Linked DNA regions of Mus musculus: region 1 is linked to region 2. A link is a contact called in public Micro-C data. All regions are on one chromosome and are shown on one strand. Each heading gives the region's core, a stretch centred on a gene start, on an enhancer-like site or on the middle of the called end of the contact. The rest is flanking DNA. Distances are from core to core; before and after follow the strand shown. Region 1 has its middle 33 kb from the start of Snora26. Region 2 has its middle 49 kb from the start of Gm34960.

Region 1 (7,196 bases), core at 2,264-4,763, 280 kb after region 2:
GATCAGGGTGATTTTCAAACAAAGTCAGAATGGTCCCTGAGAGACACAGCTTGAGATTTGATGCCTCTGTGACCTTTGTTATTAGCTATTTGGACTTCACTCATCTCTGTTTCCCATGCTCCTCTGTTGGCCTCTAAGAACAAAACCAGGCAAAATACACGGGCAATCAATGGCTGTCCTACTTTGCTGTAACTGTGATAAAGACTATACCCAAAAGCAGCTTGGGGGCGGGGGGGAGAAACGTTTGTTTGGGTTTTACATCCCTATTATAATCCAACATTGATGGAAGCAGGAATTCAAGAAGGGCAGGAATCTGGAAAGACAAGAACTGTGGCGGAATACTGTTTGCTAACTTACTTCCCATTGCTCAATCAGCTTGATGTCATCATTGCTGTCACCGTCATCATCATCATCATTTAAATACAACTGTGGTGATTTAACTGAAAATGGCCCCTATTTGAATACTTGTTCCAAAGTAGGTAGAAATGTTTGAGAAGGATTAGGAGGTGTGTCATTGGGAGTGGGCTTTGAGGTTTCAAAAGCCCATGCTATTCCCAGTTAGTGTTGCCTCTCCCTCTCTCTCTCAGCTTGACTGTCAGGTTGTAAGCTCTTAGCTACTGCTTTTAGCACCACACTTGACTGCCTGCTGTCATGCTCTTTGACGTGCTGTTTATGAACTAACCCTCTGAAACTGTAAGCAAGCCCCCAATAAACTCTTTCTTTACAAGTTGCTTTGGTTATGGTGTCTCTTCACGGCAACAGAAAAGACAACAACCTGGGAGGTCACTTGCTCAGGGATGGTACCGCCCACAGTGGAACAGGCCCTCCCACAACAACCACCAATCAATGAAATGCCTCGCAGATTTGCCTATAGGCCAATCTGATGGAGTTGTTTCTCTCTTGCCAGATGTGAAATTGACAAAAAAAAAAAAAAAAAAAAAAGACTAACCAGTTTGTTTCAGAGTGACAGCTGTAGAAACAGATGTCAAAAAAAAAAAAAAATTTCAAGGTCAGGGAAGGGACTTCCTTCAGCTATACTGTGATGAAATTCTTGGTCCAAGTTTTATGGTGTAATAACTACTGGAGTCTGTGAGAAGACTCTAGAAAGTTTTAGTTTGAGGTGATCTACAGGGATTACCTTGTAACTGAGGCTAGTCTCAAATTTGCAGCAATCTCCTGCCTGAGCTGGGAGGACAATCACGTAGTACCACTCTTGGCTTCCAAAACCTACTTCAAAAAGTGATGTTCTGTTGGGAGTGGTGGTATATGCATATAACCCCAGTACTTGGGAGGTGAAGGCAAAAAAGGTAAGCAAACAACAAAACCCCCAAAGATCATTGTTTCTATGGGAAAAGTCTAGATTTGGAAGGGAGTTGAGATCAGGTTTCTCCATGTAGCCCCGGCTATCTGGTCAACCTGAAACTTACTCTGCAGACCAAGAAGGCCTCGAACTCACAGGGGTCCACCTGCCTTTGCCTCCTGGGTGCTGGGATTAAAGGCGTGCAACACTACTGCCTGACTAGATTTAAGAGACAAAGTTCATGCTGATGGCCATTATAGTGTTTGCTTTCCCCAGAGTTCTTTTTGTTTCCTTGTCCAAGGATTAAGATAAGCAAAGGGGATGGAGGTTTAATGACCAGATATTTTGCCTTGCTAAATTTTGGATATACTGAGCATGGAGGTCAGAACTGGAAACGGGAAGTGCCAGCTGCAGTGGGCTTTTTGTTAGTTTGTCATTTATTTATTTATTTATTTATTTACTTATATACTCCAGGTTTTATCCCCCCGCCCCCCAACTGTTCCACATCCTATACCTCCTCCCTACCTCCCTGTCTCCACGAGGCTGTACCTCCCACTCAACCAGACCTCCAAACACCCTGGGGCCTCCAGTCTCTTGAGGGTTAGGTGCATCTTCTCTGACTGAGTCCAGACCCGACAGACCTCTGCTGTATATGTGTAGGGGGCCTCATATCAGCTGGTGTATGCTGCCTGTTTGGTGGTCCAGTGTTTGAGAGATCTCAGGGGTCCAGGTTAATTGAGACTGCCGGTCCTCTTACAGGGTCACCCTCCTCCTCAGCTTCTTTGAGCTTTCCCCTAATTCAACCACAGGGGTCAGCAGCTTCTGTCCATTGGTTGGGTGCAAATCTCTGCATCTGACTCTTTCAGCTGCTTGTTGTATCTTCTGGAGTGAGGCCATGAAAGGTCCCTTTTTGTAAGTGCTCCATAGCTTCAGTAATAGTGTCAGGCCTTGGGACAGCCCCTTCAGCTTCAGTGTTTTAAAAGTGGTCAATACATCAGAAAGGCTTCCACAGCTGTTGCTGAAAGAGCTAAGATCGGGAATCTATTGGCTCTAAGTTCGTACACTGTTTTGTCCTTGGAGAAAGGATGAACAACTTGTCTTGAGGCACTCAGGGGGTATGAATTCCCTGAGCTATTTTGCACCCTAATGAAGAGCTAAGCACACCCACTGCCTCAGTCAGCCAGTGCCATCGGTAGTCAACGATTACAGAGTACAAAAGGTATTTTTTATACGGTTCCGGTGGTTGGGCAGGGTAAGTGTGAATTCATCACTTGTGCTAGAACTTCGAAAAAAAATATCACAAAGGTGCTTACACTGAATGGAAGTTTATTCTGGTTCAGCTGTGACTTCTAAAGACTTTTGTAATGGTTTTTTTAATGGATTTCTGTGTCAGCCTTAAAATGCATAGGAGGTGGGTTGTTTGTTTGTTTTTTCGAGACAGGGTTTCTCTGTGTAGCCCTGGCTGTCCTGGAACTCACTTTGTAGACCAAGCTGGCCTCGAACTCAGAAATCCACCTGCCTCTGCCTCCTGAGTGCTGGGATTAAAGGCGTGCACCACCACACTCGGCATGTTTTTCTTTTTCTTTTTTTTTTTTTTTTTTCGGTTGTTTGGTTTTGTCTTTGTGAACAGGTTTTCTCTGTGCAGCCGTGGTTGTCCTGGAACTTGCGGTGTAGACCAGGCTGGCCTTGAACTCTCCGAGGTTCAAAAGCCTCTTGCCTCCTGAGTGCTGGGATTAAAGGAGTGTGCGTGCCAAGTGCCACCACTGACCTGTTGGGGGTGTTTTTCTTTGGTTTCTTTTAAAGCAAATGTCAGCTCCAGCCGCTGTAGCAGCTGTGCTCAGGAATCCTCCAGATGCATTGTTGTCCACTCATGCTCCTGGCTTGGGCCATTCCATTCGCTCCAGGCCAGGAATATACCTGCTCCTTGGAGCCGGCTGTGATATTGAGAATCAACTTGGGAAATCCGCCCTGCGGTGGCCAAGCACAGCCGTCAGCGTGCTGAAGATGCCCTGATCCTTAGTTCTGACCGCAAAGTTCTGCTCCGGGCAAGCAAAGCTCGAGGGGACACGCGGCCGTCCTGATGTCCAAACTACGGGGTACTCCTTGCCAAGCCCAGGACCTAAACCCCAGGCCACAAGCTACACGGTGACCCAAAGCCTGGCAGGGCGGGCCATAGAAAGGCAACCAATAAAGGTGGAGCGCCACGAGCAGCCAGCCAATCCCAGAGAAGATTCGGGGCGGGGCCTACATATGCTATAGTCCCTGGCCTGACTATTGGCTGACAGGGTTGTTCAGGCCGTCTGGCCCCTTCCAGCTCTGGATCTGGAGGAAGAAGCCTGGGAGCTTCTGGAGTGCCCTTCTCTGGGCGCCAGGTCACCAAACCGAACCCAAAAGGCTCTCCCTACGCCTTGGTGCTGAGGATCTGGCGCTCACCGTGGGTCTTCTCGATTGCTCTGTACTTGTACGTCTCGGGACAGCTTTGAGTCCTGGCTTCCTTGCTTTCAGAGCTACCGTTTCTTTGTCCACAAAACTCCGGGCTCCACCCCCAACATCACATAAACTAGTGGTAGTGGTGCAAGCCTGTAACCCCAGCATTCAGTGGGCAGTGGCAGGGAGATCCTGGTTTAAAAGTTATCTTTGACTACATAGTTAGTTGAGACCAGCCAGCGATGCATTAAGTCCTGCCACAGAAAGATGAGTGTAAGCCTAGTTTTGATGGCTAAACCATCTATCTCTCCAGCCCCTCCCTCTCAACAGAGTTACCAAAGAAGACATCCAATGTCAACAACCTCTGGCTTCTATACACACATGCGCACACATCTGTGAACATGTGTACACACCACACACACAAGCTCTCTACCCTCTAAGCCCCCGCCCCGAAAAGGAGTAAAGCCAGAGATGAGAGGCATGTGATCATGAAATGAAGGAGAGATATGTCCCTTCTGTAGAAGTGACAGCATTGTGTCGTGATGTCGCTCCACGATTCGATCAGAGATAGTGTGTAAGCACTGTAAATCAGCCTGGGGGTAAACAGTGAAAACAGTGAACAGGGAAGACAGTAACAAGTTCAGCACATTGACCCTGGAGTGTGGGACCGCTGGCTTAGTGGACAGACATGAATATAAGAACCTTTTTAGGGATGTAAACCTATCACTCAACAAGAGATATTATGGGGCAATAGAGAGCTAGCTCAGTGGTTAAGAGCACTGATTGCTCACCTGGGCTCATCTCCCAGCATCCACTGGGCTGCTCACAACCATCAATAACTCTAGTTCTAAGATCTAATGTCCTCTACTGACCTCTTCTGGCATCAGGCACTCACAGAGTGTACAGACAGACATACATGGGGGCAAAACACTCACTCAGAAAAGGTAAATATTTGTTAAGAGGTATCATGGCGAAGGTCGGTGACACGGTGACACCCCCTGAGACTGACGAAGGGACGACAAAGTGGAGAACTGAAGATCAGTTTCTGAGGCAAAGGGGAAGAGCCTGGGAATCTCTCATCCGTAGAGGGAAGACCGGCACAGAGCGTGTTCCAGGAAGGAGTTCCTGTGCATTCATGGATGTGTAGAACAGCTTCTGGAACTTCTGCACCAACAGTGGAGGGCTAGGGTGACTGAGATGTGATGTAGTGTGGAGATATCAACTAGGCCACAGGGGAAGGTGCTGCTGGGGTTTCTGAGGTTGCCGGACCAGCCTTCGACACAGGTGAGCATATTTAAAAATCTCCCAAAACAAAGCTGGCCTTGGCAGAACACCCTTACATGTAATCCCACCACTTGAGGGGCTGAGGTAGTAGGACTAGGACTGATATTAGTTCAGGCCAGCCAGGGCTACATACTGAGGCTCTGCTTCAAACCAAACAACAAAATGTCCTTAACTAATATGAATGCAGATCAATAAAGCATTGGTATTTACATGACATGCCCAGCATATGTTCAGGCGTGTCTGTTAGATAATAGTAGCTGACCTTTAGTGGATATTCATTATACCCTATAGCTGCTCTATGCAGTTTAGCTGGAGCTGGGCCTGGTGTCAAACAGAAGTTATGAAGACTGAGTGGGAAGAATGGAGAGTTCCAGGCCACTCTGCGGTTCTTGATGAAAAGCTACCAGGGACCTTGCTTCAAAACAAAGCAAAAGCAAAAAAACCCAATGCCGATCCCATTTCTTCCACCAGTTCCTCTTGCCAGCAGGATGCTTGAATTCCTCATTTTAACCCAAGGACCCGTGCACTGCTAGTGTTTTGGGAAAGCTATTGGACCACCCTGTTCACTGAAGCAGTTGGTCACTCTTTACACTTTACACTGGCCTCACCTTCACACTTGCACACTCATGTGCACAAACATGGGCTTAGGAACCCTGCAGTGGCAAGAAGGTAGACAAAAGGTGGAAGGCAGACAGCATGGAAATTTCTATTATATTATCTATATTGGTATAAGCCGTCACCTTTCTGTTGGTGTGGTCAAACACCGTGACCAAGGCAACTTATAGAAGAAAGAGTTTATTTGGGGCTTATGGATGCCGAAGGTAAGAGTCCGTGATGGAGGAATGGAGGCAGAGGATGGAAGACAGGTGTGGGGGCTGTGATAGCATCTGAGAGCTCACACCTTAAACTACAAACAGGAAGCAGAGAGAAGGCACTCAACAAAGCCTGAGTATTTTGAAACCTTGAAGCCTGTCCCCCAGCGACACACAAGGTGACCAGTAAGGTCACACCTCCTAAGCCCTCCCCACTGAGAACCACGTATTCAAATACATACCTGGAACTCATGGGAACATCTCATTCAAATAACTTTTCCTAAGGTTGATTTTTCTAAGGGTGATTGTAGGGTAGAAATTAGAATCCCCTAAAATTAAGAATTCTATGAAGGTAGTTGTGGTAGAAGTTGCTAGTTGACCAGATGGAGGTTAAGTCACACAGTTTCCACTCTTACAGTGTTCAATTATATTGGACTTAAATCTTGTCTATGTTTTTGAAGATTTTCCCTAATATTATTACAGACTATTCATTATGCCTAGAAGTCAATGTATTCAGTGGCATTATAAGTTATATTTGGCTGTCTCTCTATATTAAACTAATTAGCATAAAATAACTTTGATTAGACAAAAAACATTTTTGTTGTTATTGTTTTGAGAAGGGAGTCTGATAAGTAAGTAAACCTGTAGCTTATTCCGTAGCTGAAGATGACCTTGAACTTCTGATCTTACTTCTTCCACTAAGTGCTAGGATTACAGACCTGCACCATCACACCTGGCCTAACTGCTTAATTCTATTAAAGAAAGTGGAGTGACAGGAGAGATCTGATTCTTCTATAACATGATTTAATGAGGCTGCTTGAGTTGAGAGCTGTTCTGCATCAAACAAGGAACACAAATCCCCTGGGGTTCTATTTCTGGCTTCACTGCAGATTTTGCTGTTATACCCAGAGCAAGATGGAACCTGTTAGCTCTTTTCCATCTGCAAAATGCAGGCAATGCTTTTAGTCCTTTTCATGGAGATGCAGAATAAATGAGTACCATGAATGACCTTGACCTATTTTGTAATTGCAAATGCATCTTTATTCCTGTAATTTCACAAGAAATGAAAATAATCTCATAAGGGAGGCAGTCTGACAAGTTAATACAAAGCTAAATCTTTAAAATCTAGACCAGCTGCTCTTTAAAATTCCAGCTTCCAAATTTGAATAAGAAAGATAAATATATCTTTCAAGTAATGAAACTAAGAGGGAAGTAAAAAGACTCCTTCTAACTTGTGGTCAACTTGTTTGGGGGAGCATGTTCTATTTTCAGTAAGATTAGAAAGAGCATCTGAAATGTATTATTAAATTTTGAATCAAATGAGGCTGACTTGTTGGAAAAAACATTAAAGTCAAAGTGAGTTTCTGTGTCCA
Region 2 (7,115 bases), core at 302-2,801:
AGCACTTAGGATGGTCAAAACCCTCTGGGGGATGCCGATGCGCCACCAGGTTAAAAGAACTCAGGACTAAATCTCTCCCTGGGGCTATAGTCTAGGTGCATTAAGCTTTCATCTCTTTCTGGTCGCTTCTTTAGAAAAGTTTGTGGTGGCGCACGCCTTTAATCCCAGCACTTGGGGGGCAGAGGCAGGCAGATTTCTGAGTTCAAGTTCAGCCTGGTCTACAGAATGAATTCCAGGACAGCCAGGGCTACACAGAGAAACCCTATCTCGAAAACCAAACAACAACAACAAAAACCAGAAAAGTTTAATTCTTGCCATTAATGGTCATCTGCAAATTTCCAATAGAGACCTGTTTGTGTGTTCCAGGATGGATTGCGACTTAGCTTTATAATCTAGTACACTTACGTATAAAGTGGTCTAGTATTCATGAAGGCCTAAATTATCTGTGGTGTGATGTTTTCTCTGTTAGATTATGTTTTCTTCATTTAAAAAAAAAAAAAAACATGTTAAGTCTGAGGTAGCGAGTCAGCTCCGTATCTAGAGCACTTGCTGGTCTTGCAGCGGACCCTGGCTTGGTTCCCAGCACCCACACTGTTTATGACTATCTGTAAATACAATGAAAAGGATCTAACGCCCTCTTCTGGCATCTGTGGATGCTAGGCATGTCCGTGATTCACACACACACACACACACAAGCAGGCAAGTCATCCATACGTATACAACATAAATAGATGACATTATTTTTCAAAGTTGAACCAAAACTCCTGGGATGATAAATCTTAATCTGAGATGTGAATTATGAAAAGCATCCATTTCTTCTCTCATGCAGAGTCATTTCATATACACACAGTCTCATGACACTCAGGTCCACCCGCTGGCAGCAGCTGGGGACTTACTCTTGAGCAGGAGAGGTATATGAGCTGCTGTGTCATTTGGCTCAGAGCAGCAGATCCCAGGCAAGGGAGTTACCTGTAACCTTGCCAGTGTGAGAGAGGATTAAATAGACCCACCTTCGGTGCCAGCTTCTGTCACCTCCAAGCATTATGGGGATAATTGTAGTGAATCTGTAGCCATAAGTGCTATCAATGATTTCACGTTTGTTCACTTCATTACTGCTATTAGCATTGTCCTGGCAGGGACCACCTGGAGTTCTTCCCATACAATCGCCCACGTGACACTCAGAAACCCTGAGAAGGATCATGTGTGTTTGTCTTCATCAGATCCTAAAGAGGGCACCTTCCAGAATTCCACAAAGAACCAGTTGTGGTAAGTTTGAGCCACACTTTTCCTTCTCTGGCCTATAAAGCAGGACTCTGGGATTTTACGTACTCACACAAGGACCTCAGAGGTCATTCTTTAAATGTTATATCTGAGACTGGGGGACGGGGGGGGGGGGGCTCAGTGGGAAAAGGGCTTGCCTTGTGAGCATGAAGACCTGAACTTGGACCCCCAGAACCCATAGAAAGCCAGATGAGATAGCACATGTCTATAACATCACATTCCTATAGCAAGATGAGAGTGGAGGCTCAAAGCCAGCTGACCTGGCGTACACAGTGGTGAACAAGACTTAGTCTTAAACAAAGGGAGAGCAAGAACCAAGGTTGATCTCCACTCTGCATATACACTCACACACACATATACATATCACACACACATATACATACACACAGAGATACACACATATACATACACATCACACACATATACATATACATCATACACACACAGAGACACACACATATACATACACATTACACACACATATATATACATACACCACACACCACACATATTCAGTGCAAAATGGCAGACCCCCTCTGTCAACAGGGCTTCTCCTTCTCTGACCTTGCCTGGGGCGCTTGCTTACAGATTCAGCTTCCTTTCTCCAGATAAGAACCCATTCAGGGAGCGCCTGGAATTCCTAGAGTGCCTCCTCATGCTAATGAGGCATCTCAGCACCTCAGCCTTCAACCAATGAGCTTTGCCCACCCTGGATAGTCCTACCTGCTTCCCCAGGACTATATAACCTTTGATTCACCTCAATTAAAGTTGATCTATCTCCCCAAAGATGAGCCTGGAATGACATCATTTTTATTAGTAGTCTTGGGTCATCTGAAACCCTGTTTGTTATCCTGGGGAAAAGGGTCTCTCTCTCTCTCTCTCTCTCTCTCTCTCTCTCTCTCTCTCTCTCCTCTCTCCTCTCTCCTAAGAGTCTCTCTCTCTCTCCTCTCATTTCTCCTCTCTCCTTTCTCCTCTCTCCTCTCTCCTCTCTCCTCTCTCTCTCTCTCTCTCTCTCTCTCTCTCTTTCTCTCTCTCTCTCTCTCTCTCTCTTTCTCTCCTCTCTCCTCTCTCCTAAGAGTCTCTCTCTCTCTCCTCTCTCCTTCCCTTTCTCCTCTCTCCTTTCTCCTCTCTCCTCTCTCCTCTCTCCTCTCTCTCTCTCTCTCTCTCTCTCTCTCTCTCTCTCACACACACACACAGGTTTAAAAGAAGAATGCTATATCTAATTTTTATGATATGCTCATGTTTTTATTCTTTTTTTTTCTTGTTTTGGTTTTTCGAGACAGGGTTCCTCTGTGTAGCCCTGGCTGTCCTGGAACTCACTCTGTAGACCAGGCTGGCCTCGAACTCAGAAATCCGCCTGCCTCTGCCTCCTGAGTGCTGGGATTAAAGGTGTGCGTCACCACGCCTGGCACTTGTTTTTTATTCTTAAAGGAACACAGTAATGAACATCCAATTGCCTTCCATAAAGGTCCCATTAAGAGACCAACAGGCATAGAAATCCTAATGGTGTGTGCACCATATCTTGTGTAGTAAATGCCTAAAGAAATAGAGGAGGTTGTAGGAGCTTAGGAAGAAGAAAGCAAAACACAGGTTCAGAAGTAATGGCTCACGATAATCATCCTTAGCACCAATAAACTAAGACCCTACAACTTGGAGGCCCAGGAAGATAGCTTTACCTCTTACTTCAGTTTTACTTCAGCCCAGTGGGAGGCATCCCTGAGCTGGGTCCTGCGGGTGTCACCACAATTTAGGGAAGAGGGAAAGGGATTCCAGTCAGGGAACAGGTGTGGATGCTGGGACACCTGACACATGACCCTTAGGAATGCCAAAAGGCCTTGGTGTGGCTGAAATGCACACCATCCCTTATTGGCTTATTTTAGGGGTTTGGGCTTTGCCAGGACAACTGAGGAGGAGTCATTGGAGGGCTTCCAAATAGGCAACAGTCATGATCAGATTCGAGTTTTAGAAAGATGGTCTGGCTGCTGCCTGGGAAATGAACATCAGTGGTTGAAATGAATATCAGTGGTTGCTGATCGGAGACAGGAAGACCTTACCTTGAACACGTCTGGATTTGTGCCGATCCAGAGTGAGTACATGGTAAACTGGGCAGCAAGTGTCTGCTCTCCTGAGACTCTCATTCTGGTGGGTGAAGGAATTAAGTGGCCAGGTACTCAGAGGTTGTGACGACCTTCATTCAGGTGAGGACTCGAGTTTTAGTCCCTGTGCCTCTTGAAGTGTGCATGTGAAGAGCTCCTGACCTATGTGTGATCCTCATGATGCTGTTCTGTCCCCCTGCCCACCAGAGTTTGACTGTCGTTCAGTTGGCCTCTAGTCCACTGTATGTATACGGTGCAGCAAAGCCAAACTGCAGTGTGATTCTACCTGCTTACTCTCTTCTTTCTCCAATGGGACGTTTTGTGGCACCTTTCCCTGGAGAGCTGGAGAAATGGCATGGGTTAGTCGGGACTTTATTAACAAATAGGCTTTGTGTTACAATGGGTTTTGCCAAATTATGTGAATTATGTGAGTGTTCAGGACATATTCAAGGTGAACCGGGAGGAACTCGTTGGAGGGTTTTGCCTGTGCAGTCAATACTTTCTTGGCATCTGGTTCCACCTTCTGATGGGTTTAATGGGAACATAACGTCATAGTAAATCTCTCCCATAACTCCAAAGTGCATGTCTGGACTCTTGTGTGTGTTTAGATGGACTAACTGGCTCAATAGAAATGGATATTAAGTAACACGATTTTGTTTCCTTATTTAAAAAAAAAAAAAAACTAATGGAATGAGAGTGCTTCATAAGAAAATCCTATAGCTTTTGCTGCCAGACACTTTGTTTCTCCCTCACAGAGCCACTGCTCGGGAGCTATCCTTTCATTTCCATGTTGAGAGGAAAAATGGAGAAGCCAGGGAACCAGCGCCGTTTGGAAAATGCTCGCCACAACATCAGGACCCAAGTTCCATCCAGCGGCGTATACATACATATGGGTGTGGTGACACCGTCTTTCCATGGTACCAGGGAAGCAAAGACAGGCAGGTTCCTGGAGCTCGCTGCCAGTCTGCTTAGCCTACCCTGTCTTGAACAGCAGGGGGCAGCAAGAGACAAAGAATACAACGCTGAACTGGGCTTCCCCAGCCCCCATCCTTGTTTGGCTTAGAAGAGTATGAAGTGGGGAGAGGCCGGTGGAGGAGTAGGAACCGAATCCAAGCCACAGAATCTCAATTCACAAAGATAAGTGGATGCAGGCCTTGCTGGAGCAAGATTTACTGAAGACAATAGCCAGACTTGAGTTTCACTGAAGAAGCCGCCCTGTGGAATCCTTAACGAAAACCTGGCTCTCTTCGGTGGCATCCACCGCATTGAGAAATAGCTCCGTAAATGAGACAACCGAATGTAGTTCTCTTTGAATAAAATTCGGTGACCTGAAGTTATTCTGCTATGAGTGGGAAGCATGAGTCTCAGAAGCTAGAGGTACCCGGGCATCTGGGGTGCCTGGCATCCAGCACTGTACCTCTCTGGACTCAGCTGATCAGACCAGGCCATATGTAAAATACTGGGTCCGGAGGGGAGTGGTCGTAGACAGAGTCTCACATGTCTCTAGAATCCTTGTGATGCGTGAAAATCTGAGCCTTAATGCAGGATTTTCCGAGCTAAAGAAAACTTAATCAGGAAACGGATGGGTTTGTTGCCAAATGTTTCTATGGCGTCCTGGAGTTAAATGGTGAAATTAGAAGTCCTGGCATAGCTTTGAGGATCCTGTGATGGCCTGAGCATTTCGGCTAGGCGTGAGTGTGGAAGCAGCTAGGGGATGGCGCCAGTCCCGTTCCGATTTTGAATAGTTGTCGCACTATGGAATAAAGCCACAGTGTGTTTGTTGCACTCAGATTTCCACTAGGATTTCTTCCTTCAGTCTCCCCAAGCTTTGGCTTTCTCATCGGTAAAATAATGTATTTAATAGGGATCTGGGGTGGATGGGAAATGATACACCTGGGGACGCTGAGATGCAACTGTGGTCCAGATGGAGCTGGAAGCTCCTCTCTCCGGCTCCCGGGAAGTCCCACGGGGTTTACTCAGACCTCCCGGAGTTTTCCAGGCGTCCCGCCAACTCTTGAAACACAATAGATAAATTTTTTACTTATAAGTTGCTATAAGTCTTCTCTCAAGTGAGATGTACTTAAAAGTGCAGTGTGCTCGACTTTGAAACTGTCTTAGCAATCATGGACAGCGCTAGGTCTTTCACAGGTGGTTGTAGCATGGCTGGAGAGAAACAGGCTTTAGAGCCGGCCAGTGACTCCTCAGCCTACAATGACAGGGCCAGTCCCGACTGTATCGAGGCTTTCTTTTAGAAATCTGGTACCAACTTCACAAATCCTAGTGGGAGAGGCAGGGTCAGGGACATCAAGAAAGTTGCAGTACAGGCTTGTTGTAGAATATTTGCATATTTACTGTTTCCAGTGCACCTCACTTTGAATCGGATACAGATTTGCTCAGGATATAAAGTCAGCTTCCACACCAGATCGGTCGGGTTAGATAACTGCAAATGTCACTCTGTTTTTTTTTTTTTCTTGGCGTGCAAATGGTTATTAGTGTGAGGTCTGTATTATGACTCTGAAAAAGCTTCTGAACGGAGTTTTGGTATTTTGGTTTTACATTGGTAACAATCTTTTTTGGCTTAATCAAAGCTTTTGGGTGAGGGGTGGCATTCATTACATCACTCTGAAACTCTGGCTGGCGTGCAACTCACTGTGTAGACCTGGCTAGTCTTGAACTTGTGGAAATCTGTCTGCTTCTGCCTTGTAAGTGCCGGGATTAAACTCTGACCTCACCAGGCTCAAGGTCATTTTTCTTTGCATTCAGATGTTTAATAAATTTTATCCTCTTTTGGGGAGGCCATCATAGCTCAGGTAATTGTTAACCTCTATAGCTACATGGACAAAACCCAAGCAGACACAAACCAGTGTCCTAAAGAAGGGCCCTCCTATTTCCTGACGAGTCCACAAAGCTATAAAAACACTCCACTGCAGCAGCAAACACCTGTTGACCTGGGACTCTCAATAAAGTGTGTTTGGTCGGTGTTTAGCCATGGAATTTGCACTTTCTGATTGGCATCAGACTGTATTCACTTACAGCTCCTCATCCAGTCAGCAGACACCCAGGCACCATGTTGAGATGGCTTCATAACTGTGGCGATCCTCATAGGCTCACATATTTGATTGCTTGGTCCTTAGGGAGTGGTGTTACTTGACAAGAATTAGGGGGTGTGGCCTTGATGGAGTAGGTGTGGCCTAGTTAGACGAAGTATGTTGCTGGATGTAAGCTTTGGGGGCCAGCAGATCTGGGTATAGAACTCTCGCTCCTCCAGCACCATGTCTATCTGCACACTACCATGCTTCTGGCCATACTGATAATGGTCTAAACCTGAAACTGTAAGCTAGTCCCTATTAAATGTTTTCCTTTATAAGAATTGCTGTGGTCTGCTCATGGATTGGCAGGATTAACATAGTAAAAATGGCTATCTTGTTGAAAGCAATCTACAGATTCAATGCAATCCCCATCAAAATCCAACTCAATTCTTCACAGGGCTAGAAAGGGCAATTTGCAAATTCATCTGGAATAACAAAAAACCTAGGATAGCAAACCTATTCTCAACAATAAAAGAACCTCTGGTGGAATCACCATCCCTGATCTCAAGTGTACTACAGAGCATTTGTGATAAAACTGCATGATACTGGTACAGTGACAGACAGGTAGCTCAATGGAATAGAATTGAAGACCCAGAAATGAACCCACACACCTATGATCACTTGATCTTTGACAAGGGAGCTAAAACCA

The links. A called contact is a pair of places that touch in the nucleus more often than the background predicts.
Region 1: a Micro-C map of trophoblast stem cells shows a contact between it and region 2, with 5 times the contacts expected there. The contact joins two enhancer-like sites. A contact is called at or near these places in 8 of 484 Hi-C or Micro-C datasets (the CH12 cell line, the G1E-ER4 cell line, Th1 cells and 3 more) and 3 of 115 datasets of contacts at active chromatin or transcription factors (embryonic midbrain, embryonic stem cells and stem cell-derived neural progenitor cells).

What each region holds. Positions count from the first base shown.
Region 1 is chr5:74,123,143-74,130,338 of GRCm38.p6, forward strand. No RefSeq gene overlaps it. Among named protein-coding and RNA genes, the nearest start is that of Snora26, 33 kb to the left of the region's middle. Within about 2 kb of position 3,514, at least 227 of the 459 cell types and tissues checked have an H3K27ac peak or open chromatin away from gene starts, as enhancers often do. A contact at or near this core is called in trophoblast stem cells, where this site is marked.
Region 2 is chr5:73,849,825-73,856,939 of GRCm38.p6, forward strand. No RefSeq gene overlaps it. Among named protein-coding and RNA genes, the nearest start is that of Gm34960, 49 kb to the left of the region's middle. Within about 2 kb of position 1,552, at least 6 of the 459 cell types and tissues checked have an H3K27ac peak or open chromatin away from gene starts, as enhancers often do. A contact at or near this core is called in trophoblast stem cells, where this site is marked.